2 separate regions of the Gossypium hirsutum genome follow, and region 1 is linked to region 2. A link is a contact called in public Hi-C data. All regions are on one chromosome and are shown on one strand. Each heading gives the region's core, a stretch centred on a gene start, on an enhancer-like site or on the middle of the called end of the contact. The rest is flanking DNA. Distances are from core to core; before and after follow the strand shown. Region 1 holds the start of LOC107892240 (terpene synthase 10). Region 2 has its middle 23 kb from the start of LOC107892241.

The links. Hi-C and Micro-C count contacts between places; a contact is called where the count stands out from the background.
Region 1: a Hi-C map of leaf shows a contact between it and region 2, with 2.2 times the contacts expected there. The contact joins the promoter of LOC107892240 here to the enhancer-like site in region 2. A contact is called at or near these places in 15 of 34 Hi-C or Micro-C datasets (anther, callus, cotyledon and 4 more).

Annotation. Positions count from the first base shown.
Region 1 is chrD09:10,191,568-10,194,632 of Gossypium_hirsutum_v2.1, reverse strand. LOC107892240 (terpene synthase 10) reads left to right here and starts at 1,377. Exons shown (of 7, transcript XM_016817264.2): 1 at 1,377-1,723; 2 at 1,862-2,132; 3 at 2,218-2,596; 4 at 2,704-2,922; 5 at 3,055-3,065. The coding sequence starts at 1,499.
Region 2 is chrD09:10,121,263-10,124,402 of Gossypium_hirsutum_v2.1, reverse strand. No RefSeq gene overlaps it. Among protein-coding and RNA genes, the nearest start is that of LOC107892241, 23 kb to the right of the region's middle. Within about 2 kb of position 1,277, at least 2 of the 9 cell types and tissues checked have an H3K27ac peak or open chromatin away from gene starts, as enhancers often do. A contact at or near this core is called in leaf, where this site is marked.

The DNA.
Region 1 (3,065 bases), core at 128-2,627, 70 kb before region 2:
CAGCCTCGAACTCCTCTTCTATGAATTGATGTCTGATATATTTCATTTGTTTGGCCTCTACCATATAATTGATTGCCTCGTCCAGGTGTTCCTCGTCCACCTCTATATCCTCCACGATTGCTTGAACCTTGTCCAAAACTATTACTAGATCCACTTTTATTGAAGGACAACTTGCTTTGCAAGACTTGCTCCAAATTTCCAGTATCATCATTTTGCTTGATTTTATGCTCATAGGCTTGGAGGGAACCCACACGTTCTTTGATTGATATTTGTGATTAATATTTTGATTCTTCAATGGCAATAACCACATAATCAAATTTTTGTGTTAATGACGACAAACTTTTTTCTATTACTCTTACGTCATCAAAATTTTCTCTATTCCTTTTCATTTCATTTACCACCACTTTCACTCGGGTGACATAATCATCAACAATTTTTGAAACTTTCATCTTCAACATCTCAAATTCGACTCTAAGGGTTTGTAAGTGTAGCTTTTTTGCTTTTTCCACTCGAAGGGATTTTTTGCAAAATCCCCCATTCTTCATTTGATGTCTTCGCATTTGAAATGTTTTCAAAGGTTGATTCATGAACACTTTGAAAAATAAAGAAAAACGCTCTCTTATCTTTTTTTACAAACTTCTTTCAATGCTCTTTTTTCCTCGTTTGTCAAAACCACTTCGACAGCTGCATTTTCGGGCTCGACATATCTTTCTTCAACAATAACCCAACAATCTTAAGAATCAAGCAAATCCTTCTTTTGAATGCTCCAATTTCCATAAATTGTCTTTGTTGATTTCAGGATCTGCAGTTGAATCATGTTTCCCATTGTGACGTCGACATGAACCTAACTCGAATACCACTTGTTGGAAGTGTATGGACAATTAATAACTGAAAAATAATTTTATTACACACAAATATTACACAATACAAATAATTTTTTTTTTCTCTCTGTACTAGTTGCTGCTAGTTTTCTATCTTACGCTGTCTTTTTTTTCTTGTTCTTTTACTCACACCACTTATTCTTTCTATACACATTATGCTTACATATTTATAGGCTTGGTTAAACCGTTTTAGCTTATGGATAAGTATACTTAAACTCATGCCAGATTCATAATTAATCAACTTAATCAAAGATAAGGTTACTAGCTTGCAAGCCATAATTATCTAGTGTTTTATGTAACTTCCAGTAAATTTATCATTATTTTCATCTAAATCCTTATGTAATCATCACCAACCTGCCACGTTACTAACCAAATTGTACGGCAACTCTTGGCTTCAAGCTTTATTTGGTTTTGAGAAGTTAAAAAGGCTTTGAAAAGTCAATTTGACTTCTAAATATAATAAAAAGAAAATAGCATTAACTGATTATATATACATGGTGTGGCATGCGTCGGTTTTTGCAGAAAGTTGAATCTTTTTTTTTCTTTTCTGAAAGTAAAGTACAGCTAAGCTCTAAAGTTGAATCACTCATTTGAAATTGCCTAAGTGGAGCTTTTTCATGGCCTTTAGTCTCGTAACTGCAGTTCCTAGCAGCAGTTTCATCAGATTGCACACGAAAGGCACCTCCAACAGATCAAATGTCAACAACTTGGGTGTTGTTCGAGCCTCCAAATCTGTTGCTAAAGCCAATGATTCGGATCAAAAAATTGTTAGACGGTCTGCTAATTACCATCCTCCTACTTGGGAGTACGATTATATTCAGTCGCTCAAGAGTGACTATCTGGTATATTTATATTATTTACATTGCTTCTTGTTGTAATAAGTAGTTAAAACTTAGAACTGAACATTTGCACGCCAATTACTTTGAAGTTACAAAATTTATATTTTATCCAAGCTGAGAATATATTTACTACCCATCCAGGGGGAATCATTTAATGAACAAGCAATCAGACTTCTGGGCGAAGTGAGAATGATGCTTGAGAAAGTTATGGACCCTTTAGAGAAGCTTGAGCTGATCGATACCTTGCAGAGGCTCGGTTTATCTTATCATTTTCAGGATGAAACCAAGAGGATTTTGGAGGATATCCATATAAGGGCTGATCAGAGCAAGGCTTTATGGAAGGAAGGCAACTTATATGCTACAGCACTTGAATTTAGACTCCTAAGGCAGCATGGTTATAATTTAACTGAAGGTAAGAAGTGCAGAGATTTTGTTTAAAACAAACTGCTGTAAAAATAGTAATAGTAATAAACATATAAAATTTTCTATACGTGCAGAGGTTTTCTCCGGTTTCATGGACGAGATGGGGAATTTCAAGTCGAGTCTTTGTGAGGACTGCAAAGGGCTTCTAAACTTGTATGAAGCTTCACACCTTTCCATGGAGGATGAAGGTATCTTAGACACTGCAAGGCATTTCGCAGCTAAACAGCTTCAACAATATCTGAAACAAAAGAAATTAGATGAATATGTTAGGATGCTAGTGGAGCATGCCTTGGAACTTCCTCTACATTGGAGGGTGTCAAGGTTAGAAGCCAGGTGGTTTATAGATGTGTACGAGAAAAGAGAGAAAAGAAATCCTATTCTTTTGGAGCTCGCTAAATTGGATTTTAATATTGTGCAAGCAGTGTACCAGGATGATCTAATATACGCTTCCAAGTAAGTGCATCCATGGTCTAACAAAGAATGGAATTTTATTAATTAAATACACACACACACACACATATATTTGTCATCTAATCTTTTGAGATGAAACGATTGTGCAGGTGGTGGAGGGATATAGGTCTGGGAGAAAAGCTACCCTTTGCAAGAGACATGTTGATGGAAAACTTTCTATGGACAGTAGGCATTGCATTTGATCCTCATTTTGGGAACCTTAGAAGAACTCTAACAAAGATTATCGCATTAATAACAAGTATTGATGATGTGTATGATGTGTATGGTACATTGGACGAGTTAGAGCTCTTCACTCAAGCTGTTGAGAGGTATGATATGAATTTTCTAAAGTTTAATATTCTTCTCCCCCACTTCAGTGATTGGGTAAGGTTGGTATCAAAAAGTCCAAATCTAAGTTAATTATAGACAAGAACCTTTTTAAGTTGTGTTTAATATTTTAGATGGGATATAA
Region 2 (3,140 bases), core at 28-2,527:
TTTTGAATGCGTGTATAGATAACAACCAAAACACCTAACCCGAATTACTAGCTTAATCAAACCTAAACAATCTTCGATGCTACACATATCTACATCAGCGGAGTATACTAGGAAACATCGAGCCTTTTGACACGAAGGTAAATGGCAACCAAGCACCTACCCTCGGTTACTCCAGTTGTGCCACTAGTTCTTTTCGAAGCTTATGAACTAGATAGAGGAGTAGTCTATTCTCATGCTTATTATCAAGATTATCCAATTAAGCACATTCTTCAATATTCAATCCAATACTCAAACTTGAAATATATCAAAATTTCACCTAGATTATTCTTTGTACGCATGGTTCAAACAAAATTATTCTCTAAATAAATCCTAAAATCGATTATAGAAAGCATATCAATAGAAAAGAACCATGAATTTAGATCAGATGAAACATCTATAATTCTAAAAAATGTCCTATTATCATAAATTAAACCTACACACTCTATATTAAATTAACATGCAGGTTTCAAAAATATTCATCACGATAGATTTACAAATTGCAAAGACATAAAAAATATTCCAACATATCATCGAGTTAAGATTTTATGCAAACTACATGCATCATGCAAAATTTGTGCTTAAAAATTAAAATTAAAATTAAAATTAAAATTAAAAAAACCATACAAACTAAATTGACTAGACTCCCTCACCTTTAAATTAAACATTTTTTTCAATGTTCCAAAACTGTGCGAAGATTTAGGAAACTTCCTTGCTAAAGTACTTATAAAATAAATCGAGGTAGACCCATCATTTGCTCTTTTTGAAGCACCAACAACTTGTTCTATTAAGGTGTTGTGGTCCTTAAATAACAACAACAACTAAAAAACAACAAAATAAAAAAAAAATTACTGAGTAGTCCAAGAATTAATTTCACAGTCGCATCTATCTCTCTTTTCCTTGTGCTCAACAAATAAGTCCAACAACAATGAGAATTTAATGAGAAAAAATAAAATAAAAAATTAAAACGATCTCACCAAATTTTCAAAGTTGCTTCCTTGATCTATTATCAAAACTTTTCTTTCATTACGCTTGATTTAGAAAAAAAAAAAGACAAACGGCTAATGTGAGTAAAACAACCTTTAGGAGGTCAAATATAGGGTATAATATCAAATATATTTTTTAAATACCAAAATACCCTTAAAACATGAAATTGGATTATCCACTCCACCAAAAGCATAAAACAATTCGAGCTAGGAGGGTCTCTAGGGCATGGCGGCGTGGTCTTGTGGCACTAGGGTGAGCTCATCTTTGGGTCAGAGCTAAAAAACATTGACTACAAGTGTCCTTGGTCATGTTGGGGTGCCATATCTTGCGTTGTGGAACTAAGGCTTACAAGCAATCGCACTAAGGCTCTAGATTTGGTGCAGCTACTCCAGATCTAGGGTCAAGGCTCTATAGTTTTGACCAACAACCCACTCACCCTTCTTTTAGTTCTTCACATTTTGCTTATTTTTCTCAATCATTTCACTTCCATTGGTGCTCAAACTTGCATCCCAAATTCATATGCACCTAATTAGAGTCATGAAACACCAAATTAGTTAATAGTACTAAATCATTTAAATTAAAATAAAAATGCTAATATATGAAAATATGACACTAAAAATGTAAATGTGACACTAAAAAGGCAAATGAACCTAAACATGATATTTTACTTTAAGATCAATGAAAAGTAAAGCAATCAGGGTCCAAAATATATTAATTATTTGTTTATCCTTAAATAAAACAAAGAGTAATGCGTGTGAAAATGCAAATGCACGTGAAACCTAGAGATGCATTCTATATGCAATGCAATGAAATAAATAAATACTATTTAACCATAGAGTTGCCTCTCTGTAAGAGCCATTGTTTAACTTCTTTGGCTAACTGTTGTTCTTTGAATTTTCTAAGTAATTAAATCAAGTGGAAGGGTTCCTCTATCTTTCAAAATTTTTTGCTTTTGCTTGTCTGGTGGTTTCATCTCTTTTGTAGTGCTAAAAATTTCTATTATCCTTCAAGAGAAAGGTTTCTACAAGGAAGCACTTTCGAACCAACAAAATTAATAGATTTAAATGGGTTAAAAACATCTATAGCAAAAACACAAGATACAACACTTGGATTTTCAATGCCATCATAAATATTGAACTCAATAAAGGTTTTGGTGAGAAGGTTTTGCAAGATAATGTTGAAAATAGTGAAAGTGGAAAATAAAAATGTGTAGAGATAGTGGAAAATGAAGAAAAATAGGGAAGTTTCGCCACCCTCAAATGGTCAGTTGCTACTTGGAAAAGATGAGAAAATATTCCTCATCTTTTTATCATATTTTAACAATATAATATTATTAATGGTTCAACAAGTCAACAACTTAAAAGAAATGAAGCATGTGACAAAATATGCTAGTTTATCATTTAAAAATTCAATAAAAAGGTCTCATCATCATCTCATCACCACAAGTCCAAATATGGTCTAATATTTAATTCCTTATGGTTCTAAAAGTCTAATTTACCTTTGGTGACAATTATCATTTGCCCCTAACCATGAATTTTTACTCAATTGGGCCAAATACAGTTCAATTGACATAGATTACCTTTTAAAGGCTTCTAAATAATCTAAAATTCATTAATCCATCAAAAATTTAAAATTCTCATATTGGAATTCTACTAAATTCCTTGGTATAGTAATGTATAGTAAACAAGAAATTTTCAAGGTGTTACAAAGTCCATGATGAATCTGGAGAGCTTAGACGTAAGATTTGAGGACAAACTCAGTGAGGTGTTACATAGCTCGTGGAATTGTTTCATAATGATTCGAAGATAACTACCCAGATGGTGTCCACCTTGTCAAAATCTAAGAGAAAAATGTTGGTTACCCTCTTAAGGAATAATACGAATATGTTTTCCTTGAAAACTATGAACATGTTAGGAATTCAGCCTTCAATCATCCAGTACTCCCTAGACACAAATCCTAAGGTCAAACTGGTAAAGTAAAAGAAAATGAGGTTTTCCCAAGTTATAATTGAGGCTATCAGGCAAGAAATAACCAAAAAGGAAAACCATTCCCTTCATCCTTGGAGCCATCACTCATTCAAGACCTTTGCCGTGGTTGTTGCTCACTCCTTCGATGTC